Regions from separate parts of the Hordeum vulgare genome. Here region 1 is linked to region 2. A link is a contact called in public Hi-C data. All regions are on one chromosome and are shown on one strand. Each heading gives the region's core, a stretch centred on a gene start, on an enhancer-like site or on the middle of the called end of the contact. The rest is flanking DNA. Distances are from core to core; before and after follow the strand shown. Region 1 holds the start of LOC123399776 (squamosa promoter-binding-like protein 18). Region 2 has its middle 51 kb from the start of LOC123399775.

Region 1 (6,099 bases), core at 2,712-5,211, 69 kb after region 2:
AGCTCCACGGGCCTAACATCTAATTCTTGATAACCTCCACTAGTTTCACTCATACAACATGGTTGTTCCCGCAGATGCGTCTTTGGACATGCTTGGTTGGTAACCGTCGGCAAGGACGAACACTTATGATTGAAAGCGAGGGCAAAAGTTCGGGACTAGGAAATGAGGGAGTGAAAACTATATGTGGTCTTTGACATCGGCTAATTTTGAACCAACGTTTGTCAATGTGGAAAATGTTTACTTTTGTTTGAAAACGATAGTTCACGCGAATGAATCGACACATATCACGTATATTTGCAAGGCGTAGCTTGAATAATTTGGGTTCTAAACACCAACTTCGCAAAAGAATTATACCAAAGCAACTTAATGTTCCCAATAACATTTCCATGACGCGAAGTTATTGATACAAGTCATCAATACTACTTGAATAATATTTTACATATGATAGTGCAGCAGTGTAGACTCGTGGAGTACATATATCTCCCATATGTGATGGGAACATCAAAGAAGGGAAGATCATATAATTAATCAGAAGGGGATTCAATTATATCTCCCATATGTGACGTTGTGTTAGCAAGTAGCAACTGCACATCATGCCAAAATAGTATTGCAAGAAGCTTTGGTTTCATCGATAGGTATGTACGCAATATGTTATAGTAATATTTTAATAGCTTTATGCACTTGAGATATCAAAGAAATAAAACAAAGGGCAGCGGAGTGTCACTAGGCTATTGCTTACAATAGAACTGCCTTTCTTTACTTCTTATTGCGCATAACATATTTTATATTCAAAATGCTACAACACATGCATGTTTGAGCATATTTTTTTGGAAACAATTGTGTTTGAGCATATATAGAGCGTAATATATACCCATTTAAAATAAGGTGCTCATTAAAAAACACATCGATTTTTATTATTTGGAAAAAGTAGTTGTTTTTGCACACGGATACATTAGTTGCACCATGAGTCGGAGTGCACACGGTACACCCGCAGTGCTACTTTGGGACCTTCTTCCAACCAACCAATTCACACTTAATATGTTTTGGCAAATTAAAGGCTGCCTAGAGCTCCCCGCAAAGAAAAGGGTCTGCCTAGATATACAAGGGTGCATATCATGGTGGTGCAATCTTTCACCTACATGGTAGTCCAATCTTTTCACCTACCATCTCACATCCCATTATTGTTACATTTCCTTTCTACATCTCCTTATCCCTGCACTCCACCACAACTCAAGAACACCTAAAAGGAGGAAACAAACAAGCAAACGAGCCCATGCATATCATCTCCATGAGAGCCAGGCTCCCTTCCAATAAAGCACACTCAAATACTATGCTTCAATATATCATTGTTTTCCTTGGTACTACTTTTTACAAATAATATACAACTTGTGCCAATAAAGTTCCCAATATTTTGAGAGCGCAAAGTCGTTGATTCAAGTCGTGGATATCGGTTCAATAATGCCTTTGTGTTTCCTTTTTCTTTTCTTGATGTTGTAGTATTGTAGCCTCGTACTGTATAAATTGCTAGAATGGCTAATGTGGACGGGGACGGCAAAAAAGGGAACATCATATAAGCAATCACAAGGGGAGCCAATTATGTCTCATGTGTATGATGATGTGCTAGCAAGTACCAACTACACATCACGCCAAAATAAATATTTCTAGAACGTCATATAACACATTATATGCATTATATGCATGTGTGATATCAAAGAAACAAAACAAACAATATCACAGAACTGTATGTATTTATTTCTAGTCACACATAGAATATCTTTCAATCAAAATGTTACAACACATGCATGTGTTTGAGCACATCTTTTGAAAACAATTGTGTTTGAGCACATAGAGAGCACGAACGTAACCCACAAAAAGTTAAATTGCACTCACACCTCAGAAACAAAAGGAGGAAATGGTATTTTGAATAGTGCAATAGTACCTTTTCCAAATTGAATTATGAACTGGATCCATTAATTGTAACTTAACATATAATCATTTTTACAACAATGTCTCTTAAAAAAATTATTTATACGACGTGGTGGATCTATCTTGTGCACATTAAAGAAACATATCAATTTCTAATTCAAAATATGGAATTTTTTTTGCACGTGAGTAGATGACTTGCGCCACGAAGTGCACATGATACAACCTCAACGGTAAGTAGCAGCAGAACGGTTTCCAACCAACCAATCCACCACCCAATATGTCTTGACAAATTAAAGGCTCCCTACGGCTACAAGGTGGCCCATCATGGTAGCACAATCTTTCACCTATCATGCTAGTCCAATCTTTCACCTATCATGTCACATCCCATTATCATTTACCTTTCTAGATCTCCTTAGGGCTATCCCTACACTCCACCACAACTCAAGAACACCCCAAAGGAGCAAACAAACAAGCAACGAGCCCATGCATATCGTGTCCATGAGAGCCAGTCTCCCTTCCAAATTCCAATCAAGCACGCTCAAACACTATTCTACAATGTATCATAGCCTTGTCTTTCTCTTGGTACTGTGTTACAAATAATGTGCCATGACGTGGAGTATACAAAACCACCAGGCTCCCAAGTTTGGCGCGCATGATGCAGCCATAGGGTGGCGACAAGGCGCTAATCTAGCTAACGGCATGCAATATAAAACTGATAGGCGACGTACCTGTGGCGGATAATTGGACCATCTCTCGGGTCTCGGCCACTGTTTTTCACATATCAAACGGATCAGGCCAAAAGCCTGGATCGAGGTGCGGCCGGGGCGTATCTTGAGGGCGATTAAAGTAGTGTTAAAATATTGGGTGCAAGTGCATGCAAGCTTTGCCCAGAGAATATCTTTTTGACAAGAGTCAGAGTTTTGCTGTGTGGCCTAGTACACTCATCGTAGCACACATGATTACTTTAGGTTTTTGTTGTGAACAAGAGCTTACTATTAATTGGTGCATAGTGCTCTCTGCCTCCTACAAGAATGGAGTTTTGAGGGCATGGATTAGTTTCACAGTGAATTACTAGCGATCCATTGTACAGTGGAGAGAGCAAGATTGTTGCAAAGATCCAAAGATGCGAGCAGAAGAGAAACATGCATAGGATAAATAAAAACGGCGTGCATGTCAGAAGCCCGTCATGCTAACCGCAGGTTTGAACACGTGATCAGCATTGTCAATCAAGGAGTGAAAAACCTGCGGTGCCTTCCAAACTGCCATCTCTCCTCGTCAAGTCTACTACCGCCTAGGATGTTGAAACGACGCATGCCTCTCAGCATCAAGAGTATCTAACTATTAAAGAGGCTTACTTAATTTACACGCTGATCAGCCAGAAAATAATTATTCGAAACATCAACCGTTTCTTCAAGACACACAGAAGAGGAAATTCCAAACACCCATGCTGCATTGCATTGACCTTTATGAAAGGAGTGAAAACGTGAGGTTCGGATAAGGAACCTCACACACGCCTACGATCCAAAAGGCGGTCTTAGAAAAACCACAAACCACAAGACTCTTTTCCTCCGAAACTGTCATAAAAATAGTTTGCTCCATGGAGAGCTTTTTTATATATATTTGATTGATGAGCAAAACCAGGGTCTAGTTATAGCTAGACCATCAGAAGCTAAGCATAGGCGATTAGGGGTCGCTAACACGCGCCCACGCCTTTGTTGAGGCGCCAAGAAAGGGAAAGCAAAGCCCTCAAAACCCCAACCAAACCAAGCCTAGCCCCCAATAATTGCAGGGGCAGCACAAGGAAGGCTTCCATGCTGGTGTTAAAGGGTGAACATGGCGCTGAGAGGGGCATATGGGGCCATCCATTCATTGCTCCTCCTCCTCCTTTGGAATCCCTGTCAGGGGATTGATCAAGACGAAGATGTTGAATGGCTTCTACCACCCAGCAATCACACAAAAAAAAATGGAACCCAAAACATTTTTACTACTAGTAGTAGGAGTATTATATACCACCCCCACCCCACCCCACCCCACCCCCCTCACCCCCTGCTAGGAGGAGTAGAAGGAAGAGAAGAGACTAGTCTCCTGCTGCCCACACCCGCACTAGCTAGCGAGTAGCGAGAGTAGCTCCTCCATCCATGGCTGTCCCTGCTCCATGCCACACACCTGCCGCACTTGCCTCTGCGAGCATGTACTGACTACTGCCTCCCAGTCCCTTGGCGCCATCTTTCTTGTCTTGCTGCTCGCTGGCTGGCTGGCTCGTCGCCTGTGCGTGCGCGTGTGTGCTCTGCCGTCTGCGCTGCCCTGCCCTGCCCTCCACCGAGCCCTCAGCCAGCTTCGCTGCACCCACATCCCTATCGGGATAAGCTGCCGCTGCATGCCCCGCTGCACGTTCGCGTTCCGGATGGTGGTCACCGCGCAATGATTCTTGCTTGGTGTCTAGCTGCCCGCGTCGCGGAGCGAGGGTGGGGGGGCCGGCCCGGAGGGAGCGGACAAACCGGCGACCAGTGACCTCACCCTGTGACTGCGGGAGCGCCAGGCGGGGCGGTGGGGCTGCCTGCCTGCTTCCTTGCTTGCTTGCTCTGGCTGCTGAGTGACTGAGCGGGCGAGCGAGCGGCATGGATTGGGATCTCAAGATGCCGGGTTCTTGGGACCTGGCCGAGCTGGAGCACGACGGGGTGCCGGCCATGGCCGCTCCCGCCGCGGCGGGCATCGCTGCCGCGGCCGCGCGTGGGCCGCCGGGCCGCCCCGAGTGCTCCGTCGACCTCAAGCTGGGAGGGCTGGGGGAGTTCGGCCCCGCGGCGGACGGCAAGATGAAGCAGCAGCCCGTGGCGACGACGGCGGCGGCGGCGAATGGCCCGGCGGCGTCTTTGTCGGCGTCGGCGTCGAACGCCGCGGCGGTGGTGCCGTCCGCGAGCCCGCTGAAGCGGCCGCGCCCGGGGGCCGGCGGCGGCGGCGGCGGCGCGGGGGCGGGGCACTGCCCGTCGTGCGCGGTGGACGGCTGCAAGGCCGACCTGAGCAAGTGCCGCGACTACCACCGGCGGCACAAGGTGTGCGAGGCGCACTCCAAGACGCCCCTCGTCGTCGTCGCCGGCCGCGAGATGCGCTTCTGCCAGCAGTGCAGCAGGTAACCAACAATCACCCGCCAAAACTGCAAAAAATTCCCTCATTCCCATCCATCTCATATCAGCAACCAATCCTCCTTGACTGTGACACCGGTGAAAGAAAAGAACACCATTGCTTGCTTGAACTGTCGCCATGAAAATACTTGCTGCATGAGAAGAACTGTCTGATTGGCCTCACCAGTCATTTCTTTCACACACGCATTTTTTTCTCCTTTTTTACCGCTGATCGTCGTTTCCTTTTTTAAAAGGCTGAAAAGGCCCTGGCTGAAACTAACCAGTTGCTCCCAGTCCAAGCAAGGAGGGCTACTGAATGAGCTGAGCATATCTCACTGTTCTTACAAGGATGCACCAGTAACTTTTCCTTTATCCGGCACTAACTTTTCAGCCTTTCCATATGGATCAAGTACCCCCCATGTTTTTTACTTTGGGCAACCAGTTGCATACCTGATTCATAACCCTCCCATTTTCCCGCTTTTGCACCAGTAACTTTCTAGCCCACGGGTGTGAATTATTACCAGCGAAAAGTGGCTGATGCACTCCATGTGCCAAAGATCAGCTGCACCAGTCCTTTTTATGATTTGCTAGCTGCCACATTTTCAAACCTGCCCTTGGATTCTCCCCTTTCCTGAATTATTATTTTTGGCTCTGGTTTGAAGCTCAAGAGTGGAGCATAATTTCTGACATTGACAAATATGTTACTGCGACTTTCATTCTGGCAAACAAAAAATCACCACAGATTTTCCATGACATTGACAAAGATGTCACTACTGCTTTTATTCTGGCTAAAGAAAACAGGCGCAATGCTCTGCTGGGGAGTCCCCAGAAAAATCATCACATATTTTAAACCAACTAGTAGGGAGACAAGAGGGTTAATCTGTGTTAACCAAGCCACTGTTAACCGTAGGTTACTCTAGGATGAACCCATTTTACCCTTGAGGTGGTTTATGTCTGACAAGACTGCCCCCCGTTGCTGAATTAGTAGTAAAACCACCAGATCCATGCGAATTCTTTGGGTTTACTCGTGGGGTTATTGTGTGCAGCAGTTTTT
Region 2 (6,223 bases), core at 1,440-3,939:
GCAGTAACCCTCTCCTCCCCGGCATGGCATGGCATGGCAGCATCGATCTATCCCTCTAGCTAGCTCTACCGCTAGGGCTAGTCTTGTGATCTGTCTCTCTCCTCGTCTCATCTCAGCATGCATCAGCACCGCCGCCAGTGTCCGGCCAACGACTCAATCGAAGAGAGCACATTCATATGTCATACAGACACGGCAAGCCGTCCGGCGGGACGCAGCCGCCGTCCAACCAAAGTCCCACCGCACATTCAAGAGCTCCGTCGCCTCGCTCTCACCACGTCACGTGCTCCCCCGTGTTATCCACGTGGGCTCCCTTCCACGTCCAGTGACACTGCTGCCTTTCCAGGTGCCTCACGCGGGAAATTCTGAAACTCACGCGGTCTTTTCTACAGCAAAATCAGTGCGCCCCGCATGGAAATCGTTCGTCAGTCTTGTAGCTCTCTCTCGACAGAATTCGTCCGATTAACCAATTAATCGATCAATTAATCTCTACTCGTTAGATCATCGAGTAGTCAATTAACTGATCAATTGTTCGATTAATTGAATAAATGATCGATTAACTTGGCGTATGTGCACTCTTTCTTGCTAGGTGCACTCGGTAGATCTAGCTAGACTAAAGTGACGACCTAGCAAGCAAGAAAGGGTGCACGTACGCCATGCACTTATTTTGCTCACTCAAGTAGAAAGGGCAAAGCAACTTTTAGCGGGCGGTCGAGTACATAATCAGTCCTTTGCAACGGCTTCTACTGTTGGACAGTTAAGTCCTACTACATACTCTACTTACATATATAGCGCAGCAAAGGCATAACGCCCACGGCTTAGACACCAACCGTGAGACAGTACTACATACATGTAGATCTCCATTTCTTGCAAGGTTTAGCCGATGATTGGGCCGTCACTTCCCAGTGTCATGTCCGATTGATGAGCCGTCGATTAGTAGTTAGCACGCTCCATTGCTGGATCGGCCGGACGCCTTGCACATCGACCTCCGGTCAAAGAGACGTACGTGCATGGCCGCCGCGTCAGTAACTCAAACCGACAAGGGATGAACTGCTACAGTGACACAACACGGCCATGATGCTAGCAGGCTTAGCTGCTGTAGGTTGGCCTCTATAGTTGATGTTATTTTTCCTAGGTGACCCAAACGCGAGACCATGAAGAGCATTCAGGGCACCTGACAGTACTTTTTGAACCATTGTGTGTTGTTACCTAGCGCGTCACGTAAATTTGCATTCAAGGCACTGTCGAGTAAGAAAGAGTACTGGTGGCCGTGGGCACGGCAATTGTTTCTGTGGCTGGCTGCGTCTTCTGTCAAGTTTTTTGATGAGGCGCCAGCCTGCAGATCTAATATGGGTCTGATACCTAGGACGTGGTACGTACAGGAGACGCATTTAGTCGCAGGAGATCTCTCCTCTAACAACAAGGCAATTATTATCGCAAGCCGCCCTGTACGTACTCACGTTGGCCATTACCGCCGTGTCCACGAAGCACAGGCGCAGACCAGGAGTGTGCAGGCGTACGGTACAGTCTTCTTCATCAAAACTGACAACTCCTGCATCATGCAAGCTTTGCCAAGAACCCGCTCGTCCGTACCGTTCGGTTCGTGCATGATTAACTGGTCTGGGTAGGATAGAACCGCATTGTTAGAACATCTACATCCGCACCCTCTAGATCCTCCTCAAATGTGTGGAACGTCCTTCCGATTAGTGTCCGGTCAAAAATAATTTGATCCAACCGGATCCCCACTTTCATTCTAAACATCCGGACTGACCGGCACCCTTCATATTCATCTCAAATGTAGGAAGGATACGAGGGCTCGCGAACGTGTCCGATGCGCCCGGTCAGTCCGCCACGTAGAACGCGACCTCACCCTGAACCATATTTTCTTTTTATTTATTCATTCATTTCTCTCTCTCTCTCTTTCTTCCTCTCGACCAGTCATGTCAGAGACCGGACATATAAGGAAGAAAATAAGAAGAATGACTTTGCAGACGGACAAATAAAAGACAAGCCCGATCATTGATCCGACGCGTCCGTGAACGTTTACGAGATCATATTTACTAAGTTCGGCTATAGATGCTTTTACAACGGCCCCTGGTGCCAATGCCGGTGCAACCGGGGAGGAGAACCCTCCATTGCTGGCCTGGCCATGGTGTTTTGCTTCGAGTTGTTCTCTGGTATCCTCCAATTAACAAGGGTCATTAATTCAGTGCTAACGAATGGTCCATATCAACCAATAATACTGCGGTAAAACTCCCGCAGTATTTTTGGTTAATTCATTCGATCCGAAGTTGGATCGAGTGAGGTCCAGGTTTTTTTGGGCAAATAAACAAGGGAAACAAAATATCACAGGGCTTTAGTTTAAGGAAGGACGGGCATAAGCCTTCGTCCGAAAAGAAAGATCAAAATATGATAGTACATGTCAAATTATTTTCAACAAGTTTTTTTTTAATTGAGAATCAAGTTCTCTGTATCAATGTGAATGTGGTATTGCAATCCCATGAAAAAAGAAGGCCTCACAGATTACTTGTTCCGGGCCCACCCGACGGGGACAGGACGCGAGTTCGCAAGCTTGCGAGCGGGCGATGATACCCCGTCGCCCTCCCGGACACTGCTCCGGCGTCGCGCCGCTACAGTGGGTGAAGACGTTGTGTGTGTCGCTGCCTCTGTCTATCTTTCTTATTCTAAGAGTTAGAGGAAGAGAGGGAACCATCGCAGTCAGATTGCGCTATCAGTCCCTCTCTCTCTCGGCTACTGCTAGCGCTAGGGGGCTACCCGGCCGTGTCTCTCTCCGTCTCAGCATCAGCAGCGCCACCAGTGTCCAACGACTCGAGGAGCACATTCATCCATACACGGCAAGCCGTCAGCCGTGTGTCTCCTGCGCGCGCGATGCACGAGCAGCCCGCCCAAAACCCAGCCGCCGGCCGGCCATTGATGAGTCCTCGTCTCACATGCTAGTCCTTCCCAAGGACCTCTATTGTCCGGCAGTTACATATATGGCGCGGCCGCAGCAAAAGCATACTGCCCACGGCTTGGGCACCAACCCTGAGACATCACATGTAGATTCGTGGAATTCCATTTCTTGCAAGTTTTAGCTGATGATCGGACCGTTGGTTCCACCGGTGTCAATGTCATGTCCAATTGATGCGCCGTCGATCCGTTTGTGTCGACATCTTTGCACATATAGGCAACTGTGCCCCATAATCAAGCACCTGCCTTGTTGACAAAGGCCATCAATTTCACTCGTCATAATCTTTGCGCTGTAAAATATCTTTTCAGGGTGTTGGTTGGCGACGTCGCTTCGATCGGCGATTTTAGCAACGTGGATTTGGCCCTGACCTGATCAGATTTCATAGAGAGCCTGGGACATGGATTATGCAACGTGCAGCAGTACTTGCAAATCCCTGAGTCTTGTGACCTAGGACATGCTACATGTCCATAGTGCACTGGCGCTGAAGACCAAACCTGCAGTACGGTCGGACTCCTGCACCTGCTCCTGCGCAAGTAGTAGCAAGTATGGCGGCCTCCCTCTACTCAGAAATCACTGCACGTTCCATCGCTACGTTGTACGTCGGTTTCAGACCACCTGACGGAACGCAGATTTCCGTGCCGGCCACTCCTCCCTCGCCGATGAAAGGGGCGGCTCGCCGTCGCCGGCTCGCCCGCCACCAGTGCGGTGCGCCCGTGACGTGCGAATATCGGCAAGATCCTACCTCGTGTGGGTCTGGAGCCGCCCGGGCTCGCTGTCGCGGGCGAGCCGCGCCGCGCTACAGGGAACACTTTTACGCACTGATCTCTCGCTACAGGGAACACATTACTCTCTCTCGCTCTCGCTCTCGCGTTCTTTTCCTACTCGAAGCCACTGTTACTGTAGAAGAAGGGAGGAAGACATAGCCATTGGAGCCAGCCAGATTGCAGGCGGCAGCCCTCCTCCCGGGCACGGCGGCATCGATCCGTCATCCGTCCCCCTCCCTCTCTCTATTACGCTGCTGCCGCCACCTCTAGGAGACTAGGACGGTGCCGTCTCTCTCTCGCCCCGCACCACTAGTGCCCAATGACTAGGAGCACAATGCCAAATATGATGGTTGCATCGATTAAGAGCGAAGCAAGGATTTGGATACTTGCCGGAGCAAAAAAAAAAACTGAGTTCGATCATGCCATGAGAGTAGGCTGTGGGTCGTCGGTCATTTGTGAAGGAGTAATGGACCTCGTAACTGTGTTTCAAACCCCTTCTTTATTAATGTGATGAGGTAAAGCTTTTGCTTTCGTTTCAAAAAAAAAGACTAGGAGCACAATGAAGCACCGATGCACAGCGGGAAGCAGGGGCAGCTTGCTGTCACATCCTCACATGCTAGCTATCCTCTCGTTGTTGGGACAAATCCCGGACCAATCCTCCTCGACGACACACACGCCGAGCAGCCTCCCGGCGAAACGCCGAACGAAGGTAGACGAAGGAGACATCATGATTTTACCGACGACGAACGCCTGTATCTTGGCTTTATTTTACACAACGATCCGAATACATACATAAAGATACACACACGCGGCCCAACTTTAAAAGAACTCTCACGTCGACCGAGCGCACACCACGGTTCCGACGAAGACTTCATCTCCCTTAAGCCCTTTCACCCTGACTTGACACATATTTTTTTAAACGAAGGCAAAAGCTCTACCTCATCTCATTAATTAAGAAGACAGAAGAACATTGTCTTAAGGTTACAAGACCACTCAGGCCGGAGCAAGGGGATCGCTCTCCCGGTAAAATATTACCCATAAACCTAGCACCCGCCACTACCCACGTCTTTGCTTCATCCTTGATCGACGCCGCCACCCGCGACGGCAAGGAAGCCTTGTTTCGAAAGACCCGAGCATTCCTCTCATTCCATATCTCCCAACAAACGAGCATCTGCAGAGAGTTGATCGCCTTCGTGGAGTTGCCTGGTCGTTCCTCATTCGAGACCCACCATTGATTCACCGTCTGAAGGTCGACCCAAGAGAGGGTCGAAGATTGCCAACCCAGCCAACTAAAATTGAAGTTCCACACCCTCATAGAGAAACGACATTTGAACATAATATGGGGCACCGACTCCGGCTCCTGCTTGCAAATCTGACAAAGGCCACAATCTGGCCATCCTCTGCGCTGCAGCCTATCAGCAGTCCAGATTTTATCTTTTAGGACGAGCCAGGAGAAGAATTTAATCTTAGGAGGTGCCCAAATCTTCCAGACCATCTGCGGCAATGCAGACTTAATCAACACGGCAAACTGCATCCTGTACGCTGTGGTCGTGGAGTAGCAACTGTCCGCCGTGAACTTCTAGCGGATGCTATCACTAACGCCCAGAGCAAGATTGAACTGTTGAACACTCGACCAAAGATCACAAAATTGTTGAAGAAGGATAACTGACAGGCCGCCTTGTAAGTTAATATGCCTGACCCAAGCATTGTTGTGCATCGCATTAGCTACGCAGCTCTTGGGGCGCTTTGAAAGGGCGAAGATGCGCGGAGCAATGACTTTAGGCTTTTGACCATTGAGCCAAGGGGAGTGCCAAAAACTCGCCTTCAAACCGTCCGCAATGCTAATATTCGTGGCCTCGTAGAAATGTCCTTGTCCTTGTCGTCGCATGGGGTTTCCAGGCCAATCCAGGCCCTGAGAGGGTCCACCCAAGCAAACAATAACCAACGAAGCCTGAGTGCCCGAGAGAATTTATCGAGGTCGAGGATGCCCAGGCCGTCCAGGTTTGTGGGATGACAAACCACTTTCTAGTTAACTTTGCATTTGCCGCCCGAGATCTGATCGGTCCCCGCCCACAGGAAAGCCTGTTGAATCTTTGTGATGCTTTTTTGGTGCCCGGAGGCAAATCAAAAGTGGTGATGTGGAAGATCACAATAGAAGTCAAAACAGATTTGACAAGGGTTGTTCGTCCAGCAGTATTAATGTTATTCCCTTGCCAAGGCGGGAGCTTGACCGCCACCTTGTCCACCAAGAATTGGCAATCAAAACTGTTCAGTTTGTGTGTGAAAGGTGGAAGCCCGAGGTATTTCATGGGAAAGCCCACCTTCTTTGCCGGGAAGCTTTCTAGAATGACATCGAGGTCAAAATTACCACAACGGATGGGGGCTACCACACTCTTGAGGGGATTAGCGACCAGACTAGTGACTTCACCAAAACTGGTCAAAATAGTAGCTAACTGATCAATGTCCTCTTTAAAGGGTGCAATGAAGATTG

What was found. A called contact is a pair of places that touch in the nucleus more often than the background predicts.
Region 1: a Hi-C map of leaf shows a contact between it and region 2, with 4 times the contacts expected there. The contact joins the promoter of LOC123399776 here to the enhancer-like site in region 2. A contact is called at or near these places in 3 of 6 Hi-C or Micro-C datasets (leaf and seedling) and 1 of 1 datasets of contacts at active chromatin or transcription factors (embryo).

What each region holds. Positions count from the first base shown.
Region 1 is chr5H:488,251,395-488,257,493 of MorexV3_pseudomolecules_assembly, forward strand. It overlaps LOC123399776 (squamosa promoter-binding-like protein 18), which reads left to right and starts at 3,962. Exons shown (of 3, transcript XM_045094159.1): 1 at 3,962-5,053. The coding sequence starts at 4,545.
Region 2 is chr5H:488,183,257-488,189,479 of MorexV3_pseudomolecules_assembly, forward strand. No RefSeq gene overlaps it. Among protein-coding and RNA genes, the nearest start is that of LOC123399775, 51 kb to the left of the region's middle. Within about 2 kb of position 2,690, at least 1 of the 3 cell types and tissues checked has open chromatin away from gene starts, as enhancers often do. A contact at or near this core is called in leaf, where this site is marked.